2 separate regions of the Scleropages formosus genome follow, and region 1 is linked to region 2. The links are chromatin contacts, called in public Hi-C maps. All regions are on one chromosome and are shown on one strand. The core of a region is the stretch at or near the end of the contact, and the rest is flanking DNA. Distances in the headings are between cores, read along the strand shown.

Region 1 (4,965 bases), core at 1,083-3,582, 220 kb before region 2:
GACCCCCTGGTACCAGTAAGCTCATGCTGTGAGCGGGAGACCGTGGGAGACCACGTCCCTCCGAGCAGGGAGTGGACTGAGGACACGTCCTTGTTCACACTTTGCCGAAAACGATCCCCACAACCCCTTTATGGAGACACAAAAAAAAGAAAATTTAAAAAAAAAAAAAAAAAAATTTTTTAAACAGTGGCTAAAGAACTTGTTAGATTTCAGAAAACCTCATTAATCTGCCCCTTCTTTCTTTCAGTAGATTCAGATTTTGTTTTTGCTGGATATACTTTTTTAAAAAGCAAAATTAGAATTATTTTTGTGTTCACATTCTGGTGTGATTACAAAATCCCAGGTATATACTGTATGTATATATATTTGGAGATTATATTTTTGGTATCAAGATATTACTTGTTACATGTCTAACAAGTCTGTCTGAATCTGCATGAAGAAGAAAGCTTTTTTTAGAACAGTATTGCATATTACTGCAGTTTAAATATCAGGATTATCTTCAATAATTCTTGTACACTCCTGTCTGTACTTGCCTTGTGCTTCACTTGCTTGAAGATAATGAATATATAAATATAGACTTTACACCAAACAATTTTCAAACCGTATTCCTAATTTACATTGTTCTATCATAACTATAGAAAACACTGCTGTCAATGTGAGTTTTATGTAACAAGGTAAATTAAAGTGCTTTTGAATGGCTTGTTTCAGCAATACAGTATTTACCCATCTTTCTTATTTCACAAACTGTGTCAAAAACTATGCCAAAGAATTTGTTTCATTGTGTTTTTTTGTAATATCGGTGAACACTAAGTGGTAGTTTATTAAGGACCTTGACAGAAGTTTTTGTGTGTTAATTTTTTGTTCCTGTAACATATAGATTCTTTGAAACATAAATGAGTTACAAATCATTATTTAGGTTTAGCCTGTCCTAAAACAGTAAACAATATTTAAGACTGTATTTGCATCTTTGTGTTGCTATGAATTTAGTGAAATTACTTTGATTAATTATTCAAATACCATTTGTTGACCATTTGCTGTCTCTTAATTTTTGGTTATCATACATACAGGTTTATCCACAGTTCAAGCCCAGCTCATGTTAGTAGTATAAAACTGTGCTATAACAATTTCATCAAGTTGTGTGATTCCTAGTAATAAATCTGTGCTTTAAAGGGGAAGAGAATACAATTAAAATCACATTTCTTGGAGGACTGTACAAATGAGGCCTGCATGCCATTCACTCCAGTTTCAGTTATTTATTATTGCTGCCTCTTAAATTACTCTTCAAGGTTAGAATTTTTCGATAAATAGATGATCGGTAATATATTAAATATTTCATAAATGAAGCCATAAAAGGTTCTTCGAGACTAGAACAATGGATCCTAAATTATGCACAGAAGTTAAATATAACTGTAATAAATTGAATTCACCAAGATGTTAGATGGTCATTGAAGATGTGACTTTGGCTAAGGATTGTGTTTCAAAGAACATGCTGCAGACTGAATGTATATTATTTGTTCTATAATATTCCTTAAACCTGTCTAATCTACATACCATGGTGCCTTCAGTAAAAGTTTAATAGTCTAAAAGGTATGTGCTTTGGTTTTTAACAACATATATTCATAGAAGTGTATGGTATTTGGGTTCAATAATTAATCCAGATTGTCAGACTCCTTTGATCGTCCTAAATTTTTTCTGTTTAAATTGTTCCATTTGACATGCTCTTATAATAAAGGATTTTATAACATTTAAGCTGTGTTTTTTTTTTTTTATTTTTGTCTATTTTTTATAAAACTTCTCCATGCAGCTCAAATGAATTGTGGTACTACTACTAAGAGTGTGACCAAGAGTGAGAAGTTATTAATCTTTTCTCTTTTTACCATGTAAGAAAGCTTAATACTAATGTTCATTAAATACAATCCATTACATCTATGTTTCATAAAATGTGGCAAAATATGCATCTTTTTGTACACCGAGTAGCTGCTCCTCTGAGAAACTCACTCTGTCCTATATTTCTCTACACTGAGGCACCAATTATGTTTTATTCCACTCATGGTGCAATCTTTCAAATTTACTAAACAAGCATAATATGCAAGGTAGATTTAATACTAGAAGGACATATGAAGAACCTGTAGTTCATCAGTGATAAAACACAAAGGAGGATGTAAGACGCCTCTTCGGAATCGGACGATCAGAACAAAGAGCAGCGAAACTGATCGCTTCTCTCTTCGCCCAGCTCGTCCGTCCGCCGTCATGGGTCCAGGCCGCCCAGCGTGGTGCGTGACGTCACACGGCAACGTGCCCTACGTGGTGACGTTAGTGGATGACGCAGGCAGCAAGGACCTGGATCGTCAGCGCTCTGCCCCAGGTGACATGTGTTGATGCCGGGACAGCGTCCTGACCATGGCAGCAGACAGACTTAGACGGAGAAACTTCAAACATGGATAAAAAGAAACTCAGGTAAAGTGAGACTTAGCTGCAAGGGGCGTTACCTTCGGTAGATAGAACTATTGTCTAGTCTAGATGGAGGAGCTCGCTGCAGTAGCTCCAACCACGTCTACGTTACCAGCTGTTTACAGCAGTGACCCAGAATGCTAGGTCTTCATTTGTGTTGGTTTGTGGGATAGAAAATTGGATAATATTATTCCAGATGCTGCAAAAACATAGATAGGTAGGACTATTCATTCATGTCATTGTGATTAAAATATATATAAGTAATGGACCTGGGGCTGTTAACACTAGTAGGAAGCAGTGTGCTATACTCTATAGTCAGAAAAACGCAAAGTCTGATGTTTTGCTTCTCCAAAGCTGTACATTGTACAAAATTTCCATAATTTTAATATGTATTCCCAGGGGAAAAGTCCTGTCTGTGGCTTTAATGTCATTCGGTTGAGGTGTGCCCCGCCTATCTGCGCGTGTCAGGCTACACATAGCCCCGCCCATTCTGCGCTTATTAGGCAACTATTAGCCCCGCCTCGTTCCGTGTGTTTCATTCACCGTGTAGGAAAGCGTTCCCTCGCGTTACGTTGCGTTTCACAAGTTACCGTATAACTACCGTATTAAACCATGGATGAGCACATTACCAAACTGAAGTGTAGGCCTATCGTTGAAAGACTTTCCATGCAGAGATTTCATCTTTGCTACTCTGTGTTGGGGGTTAACCGTTAACTAAGCTGTGAATTTGGGACGTAGTAAACACTTCTTCCCTCACCTACTATTGCAAATAATAGCTGCGTAATTACATACTGATGTCGTACATGTACGAAAGTTTTAGTTGCAAATGGCGCCTTTCTTGCGCTTTTCCGTAAACATGTTTGAAGTAAGCGAGCTACATTTGACGTTTTTGCGGGATGCACGGCGACGCGTGACATAACGGTAGGTAGGGAGTGAGGAGGAGACGCTCTTGATTGCGAGGCGCTGTCAAACTGCGCGCTCCTCCCACTCGGGCCTCGTCCAATCAGACTGGAAGGCACGCGGAGCCAAAGGGTTCCGCTTTTACTCGACAGTTGCTGCGGAACGTTCACTCGGCCAGCGCGAGAGCCGTGACGCGAGGACAGCAGCGCGAGACTCCGCGAGCACCGCCTGCCCGGGCAAAGCATCCGAAAGCATGCCGTTTCTACGGTAAATCGCCTCACGTCGCAAAAATTCGTTCAAAGCCATGTTTTTGAGGGTGTGTTTTCGCACGGGTATTTGTATTTAACCTGCAGTGTAAACAGCAACGTTCCCTACATTTTATCATGCAAAGAGAGAAGCATCGAATTTTCGTCTTTGCTCAGTTTTAGTCACACACGACTCGTGAGAGGTTCTCGTGATCATTCATTGTCTAATATTTTTCCCTAGTTAGTGACTGTATGAGTCTTTAATTTGGATTTTTGGAAGTTCTGCTTAGTATTATTATTTATTTTCATAACTACTATTTCATTTTAGAAAAACGCCACAATTGTGCTGCTCACACAGTGTGTAACGGCGCGGTTCTCCTCAGGCACCGACTCGACTGTCTCGTGCACACACACAGGCACTGGGCGCGCGCACTCACGCTCCCCTGGGCCACACCTGTTGGCATGGGCAACACACACCACCTCACATGGACACAAGTGTGTGTGCGGGCATGAGGGCTTTGCCTGTCCATCATGTCTTCTTCAGCTTGTCTTCACCTGCTCTCACTGCACTGTCCCTCTGTCAGCTGTTACACTTGTGAACTCGTATCATTCTGGAATAACAGTTATTATTATTGGTATTGCAATTGGCGAATTAGGTATGCTCTTTGGATTTGCTGAATTGATCTCTCCGTCAACAGACTGATGTGCTTCACAAATTTCTTGCAGAAGCACGCCGTCTTAACATTAATAATCTTCTGTATTTTCTAGCTCAGCAAATCATGGTTTGTTTACAGATATAATCAGCACAATATTTTTGTTTCCCTCAGTCAGAATGCCTTGTTTGGGATGGGAAATCCTTTGCTTGACATCTCAGCTGTGGTGGACAAGGACTTCCTTGACAAGTGAGTTGATTGCTTTTCTTTGTGAAAAAAGATTCAGATGTAATTGCTGTCAGGACTACCGCTGAAATGCAGGCCTGTTATTGTAATAGTTTTTCAGCATCGACACACTGAGATGTGCTCCAGATCCGCTGTCCGTGTTTCACTTGTTGAGGCTGGTAGACTGATTGTGGTACAGATTCACATGGAGATGGTGATGTTTGCAGTAATGCAATATGCAGGTATTTCTGGTGGCCTGTCTGTCACATTGTTTGTTTGGTTCAGATGTTCTGTGTGTCAGTCTCGCTGCTGACGTGGGAGAAAAGTACATTCTATATCAGTACCTTATTAAATGTTGCACAAATGCAGTAATTCAAAAGGATACTAAATATGTCCACTCAGTATAAAAAAAAAAAAAAAGTGTTTCACATTAAAATAAATGAACACTTGTTGATACTTTTCTTAAAGTTACGAGTTGTTTGACTGAAATG
Region 2 (4,907 bases), core at 351-2,850:
CGCCAAACTATATTACCAGTGTGATGTTTAATTTTTGTGAAGAGCCTGCCATCTACTGGCCATATTGTGGTACTTTCCTCAACCATGTCAAATTGCTTATGCATGGGCACGACCAATTTGATGTATTTTTGATCCTCTTAGGTTTTGTCAGCATTGTTAGGACTGGCGTCTTGTCCTAGGAGGTGAAATAATTACCAGTCTGAGCTGCTTCAGCACGGGGTGTTCCCTCATGGAGTGGTTGAGCACATACTGCATCAGGGGGTTGTCTTTAGCACCGGCGCTGTGGCTCTTGAAAATGTTCATGCTGACAGATGAGAGGCAGCTTTTCCCTTGTGAGAAAGAACATGTGTAACGTAGCATATTGTGGTTAAAAAACACAACAAAGTTCTCTAAGGCTTTATTTTAAAGAAGACCTGTCAGTATGGAAAAACTTGACTGTACATGTGATTTAGTTACGTGTACATGTATTGTCATGGGGGCACGGTGGCGCAGCGGGTTTGGCCTGTCTGTGCCTGCCGCTCTCCGCTGGTGGGTCTGGGTTTCGAGTCCCGCTTGGGGTGCCTTGCGACAGACTGGAGTCCCATCCTGGCTGCTGTGTCCCCTCCCCTGGGTACGATAGTTAAACCTTCACCGCTGCGGAGGCCAGGAAAGACGACACTGACTGGCAGTAGCCGGTGACTAGGGCGACGCCCAGCAGTGCATATGGACAAGCCGCGACATGGGCACTTCACGGCAGCGCTTTACTCTGTCCATCGCATGGTTTCCGGATTTCCGGACGGGGACATTTTACCGCCACGTACGGAATATTCTCTCAAATGAACAATCCGACCAAAGGCGGAGCGCCGGTCACCGTTTTATGTGGCGCGTATACTTGAGAGTGTGGGGTAGAGGGGGGTGGCGTTTGTCAGGTGATCGTTGTTGTGTGTTCTTGGTAAATAGACAAAAATGACTAATCCATTAGTAAAATATGAACGTTTCTACTAGCGCCATTAAACCAGCCTACTAATTAATTTTCTTTTCGTGTAAGGTGTATAAACGCCGCGAATATCGGGGAAATAGAATACAGACTTTAAAATCGGAAGTAAGTACTACGCACGCTAGTTTATTTATCTAACTTCTAAGTACTCACACTGACTGACTAATTTTTCTGGTTCATCTTCCAGGACAACATTACATATAACTAAAATATACAAACGATTTAGCCACAAAGTATGACTTCTTAATATCGTCAAATGGCACTCGTAATCGTGGCGTGTAGTCGTGAGTCCCGGCGACGTGTAAACTAAGTCCATTAATTAATTATATACTCACTGCACAAGACACACAAGCGGCGCGCTGCTGAATTACCAGTTTTTCTCCAGTCACTGGACGCCGTCACCACCCACCGTAAAATGGCTCCGAAAGGCGAAATGAAACGGCAAAATGAGTAAGTACCTTGCTCAAGGGTACTACAGCCGGAGGTGGGAATCGAACCTGAGACCTTGGTTCTGAAGGCAGTGCAGTAGCTGTAACTACTACACTACCAGTTGTCCCCTAAAACACTCCTCCCAGGTGTCCTTCAAACTCTCCAGTTGTCTGTATTAGTCAAAATGGCAATGCGATTGTGAAGGACAGTTGTGACGTTAGTGGGCAGAACCCTGTAACGATTGCGGTACTGCTTGTTCCTGCTTTGTCATGGCAGAGTGAAAAGGGTAGTTAGGCTCATTTATAGCCTTGCTGCGTTATAATAGATGGCCCTTAATTACTTACGTTATACTTGCAGTATGCATCACCTTTGTTATAGTCATATAAACATGATTGATAGTATTAAACTGCAATTTCCCAGTACTACTTATGAACTTTTAAAGTTACTCAAGTTGCTGAAGGAAATATGGAATTCAACTTTGAAGTAGTAATTAAATGAAAATCAAAGGTGCCATTTAAAACACTTGCTGAAAGATGAACACTCAGTCTTTACTTGCTGTTTTTTTTTTTTTAAGTCACATGGTAGTGATCTAGCAAGCAAAGTTATTGCTTGGATGTTAATCTATGCATCAGATGCATTAACCCCTAATATAAAATGTTGAGTTGATCAGAATATTTCTTGATGCCCTTACAAGTGGAATTATCCATTACAAGTTAAAGCGTGAAAAAAGTTGAAATTTAACAGATAGTTTATTTAAAAAAACTGAAGCTGTTTACCTGTATGTATTGTAATCTGTTAATCCTTTATCAAATTATTCCTATTCTTACTGTAGCTACAACTGTAATTATGTGAGAGATTACTGAATAAGGATGAGAACTAGAATACTGATGGTTTCCAGGTCAAACTCACAGTAATTAACTGTAATGAAGTAATATATATCAAGTTGTATTACCGTGAATTATTATTTGTGGAAAATTTCTTTCAATGCTGACATGAACTTTTTATGCATTCCCCTTGTTTAAAAGCAGAATACAAATAAGGTGTACACCTGAACAATTACATTTGATTAGAAGTTATGACAGCAACTTTGTCTCTCAATTGATCTCATTTCTCCCTCACTTGGGGTGTAATAAAATTATGTAGATATGAATGGAAAATTGAGATGGGGGGGGTCCTCATTGGACACATGCCCTCCGCCAATCCATAATTAAGAATGCGTGGATGCAGACGTGTTCCTAACACAGAAATACACGTCAATTAAGCAAGTGGTGCCTTGGAGAGCGAAAAGAGAGAGGAGAGGAAGCCTAGTTGATATGCGTAATGATGAGGAATAATGCCTGGGAGTGAGTGTGTTTGTCTCAGGTCTCCTCTCTGAACACATTAAGCTGCGCACTCACATCTCCCGTCTTCCCCGCAGCCACGGCCCTCTTTGTGTGACACTAATTGTTTCTGCTGCTTGTGCCAAGTACCTACTGTTCCCCGGCACATTTTACAGACAGGGCCTGGTCCCTTAGCTACTCTCCCTGTCGGTATAGCAATGAAAAGATGTATCTTGCCATCTGCAGGGGGAAATGTAGAAACTCCGTGCTCGTTTTTCTCTCAGCCCCTCTGCTGTTTTTTTTTTTTCTTTGTTGCTTCTGGCTGTCACCGTACTACATTAATACACAGTAAGGAACATTGTTGTGCCAAGACAGGCCTTTCCTCTTTTTTCTAGACTACATGGTGTCTTGTTGAATTTGATACAAAAATACAAAAAATGTTTGTTTTTTTTTTTTAGTCAACTTGAGCAAAAATGTGCTATAAACACTTATATGTAGATAGGCTCTTCATAAAGATAGTTGTTTGTTATAGTCTGCATTTAGTAGTTACTGCTACTTTTGTTGAACTAAATGTTCAACAAAAATATAATTAAAAATATAAATAAAATACAAGGAACTTCAGATTTGAATTGGATTAAAATAGTATATTGTAATAAACAATATGTTTTGATTTTTAAAATTTCTCTTTTTGATTTGGGATATTCCAAATGAGAAACAGAAAAACCTGGCAAGATGAAATATTTCAGTTTTAGTGACGGCAAGTATTTCTGCTGGTTGTTTGTGTATGTGTGTGCTGCATGCTTTCGTACAGTGAGTGGCAGTGTTGCCAAAGCTATCACCTTCAAGAGTTCCTCTATTTACTCAAGTTACTGTTAGATCAAGTCTTTCTTTGTACAGTATGTCTTCCACACAAATTAAGAAGTATTGAGACATTTTAATGTGTGTGCGCTTCTGATACTGGTATGTCTAGAATTCCAAATGGTGGATCCTGGATTTCTTTCTTTTTAAAAAAAAAAAAAAAAAAAAAATGAAAAAAAAAAAATTATGGCAATTAAGTCTTCAACTTTTTGTTTTCCTCTTTTTTGTACATGCACTTGTGTGAATGTTATAGTTTTAAGTATACAGTATATGCACTATTATTCCTTAACTACTGAGAACTACTGAGTTCTATCAAATTCATGAGTTATTAGTTCTCAATTTACTGGATGTGATGGTGTATTTACAAAACACTTGTGATCAAAATTTAGGAAGGTGTGAACATGAAATGTCTCACATGTGGTCTAATGTTTGAAGTTTCATTCATATCAAGATCTGTGCCATCCATAATGGAGCTCAAGGACATATGTGTTTTTTGCTTTCCATGGCAAATCTGGTAGCACATGCTGCTGTGTGGGGGATAAATGTGGATATTCCTTTTACTCATTTATGCAATGCTCTGAGAAGGTCTTCATTTCTCAGTCAAGTGACAAGTCACATCTTGACGGATGACAAGTTTGAGGCTACATTCCATGGCTAAAGAATTGAAATGGATTATTCAGAACTATACCCCTTTTGTAGGGCGTTTTAGTTGTGCCATTACACACTTCAAATTGAGAACAACCAACCTCTTTAAATGCCACAATCTCACACACAAAGAGCAGTTGTGTTGCATGTAGGTCATTCACACATTCACAGGGTTTATGGTCAGGCTGGTTTCATTATTCAAAATAAAAAATAGAAATGCCTAAATGCGAATGCCTTTCGGAACAGAGTGTTTCCGTCACGCCAGTCAGAAGTGTTTAATTTCCTTTTTTTTGAACGCAGTCTAAGTATGGCATTGCACGGTGTCCTGGCCTGACACAAATTCCTCTGTTCTCATTCTTGCAGTGGGAAGTGAAATGGGCCTTGAGTGACAGGCTTAGTGGATGTTTGAATTTCAAATCATTTGGTTTTTTATTTATTAGCTTTGCATGTAAATAAATATGGATTTTTAAGGAGTCATGGATGCTGTGACAGTCCTCAAACATCAAATGAGGTGCTGGAGGGCAATCTTGCTGCTGTGAAACCTTTCATATGAAAGGCGCTGACACTTCTTGCAGCGCGCAAAAGACGCATGTCATTCCTTCAAAAAACAATTAGTGAATGAAAATGGGGTTCAGGGTCTAATGCAGTCAAATTTAAAAAAAAAAAAAAAAAAAATCCCC

The links. A called contact is a pair of places that touch in the nucleus more often than the background predicts.
Region 1: a contact with region 2 is called in a Hi-C map of muscle, with 2.5 times the contacts expected there. The contact joins the promoter of LOC108939622 here to the promoter of LOC108939462 in region 2. A contact is called at or near these places in 2 of 2 Hi-C or Micro-C datasets (both in muscle).

What each region holds. Positions count from the first base shown.
Region 1 is chr24:20,771,541-20,776,505 of fSclFor1.1, reverse strand. It overlaps LOC108939622 (adenosine kinase-like), which reads left to right and starts at 2,332. Exons shown (of 11, transcript XM_018761073.2): 1 at 2,332-2,457; 2 at 4,424-4,498. The coding sequence starts at 2,438. It overlaps LOC108939667 (vinculin), which reads left to right. Exons shown (of 22, transcript XM_018761173.2): 22 at 1-1,710. The coding sequence ends at 19.
Region 2 is chr24:20,546,267-20,551,173 of fSclFor1.1, reverse strand. It overlaps LOC108939462 (catechol O-methyltransferase domain-containing protein 1), which reads right to left and starts at 1,600. Exons shown (of 7, transcript XM_018760826.1): 1 at 1,435-1,600; 2 at 196-329. The coding sequence starts at 303.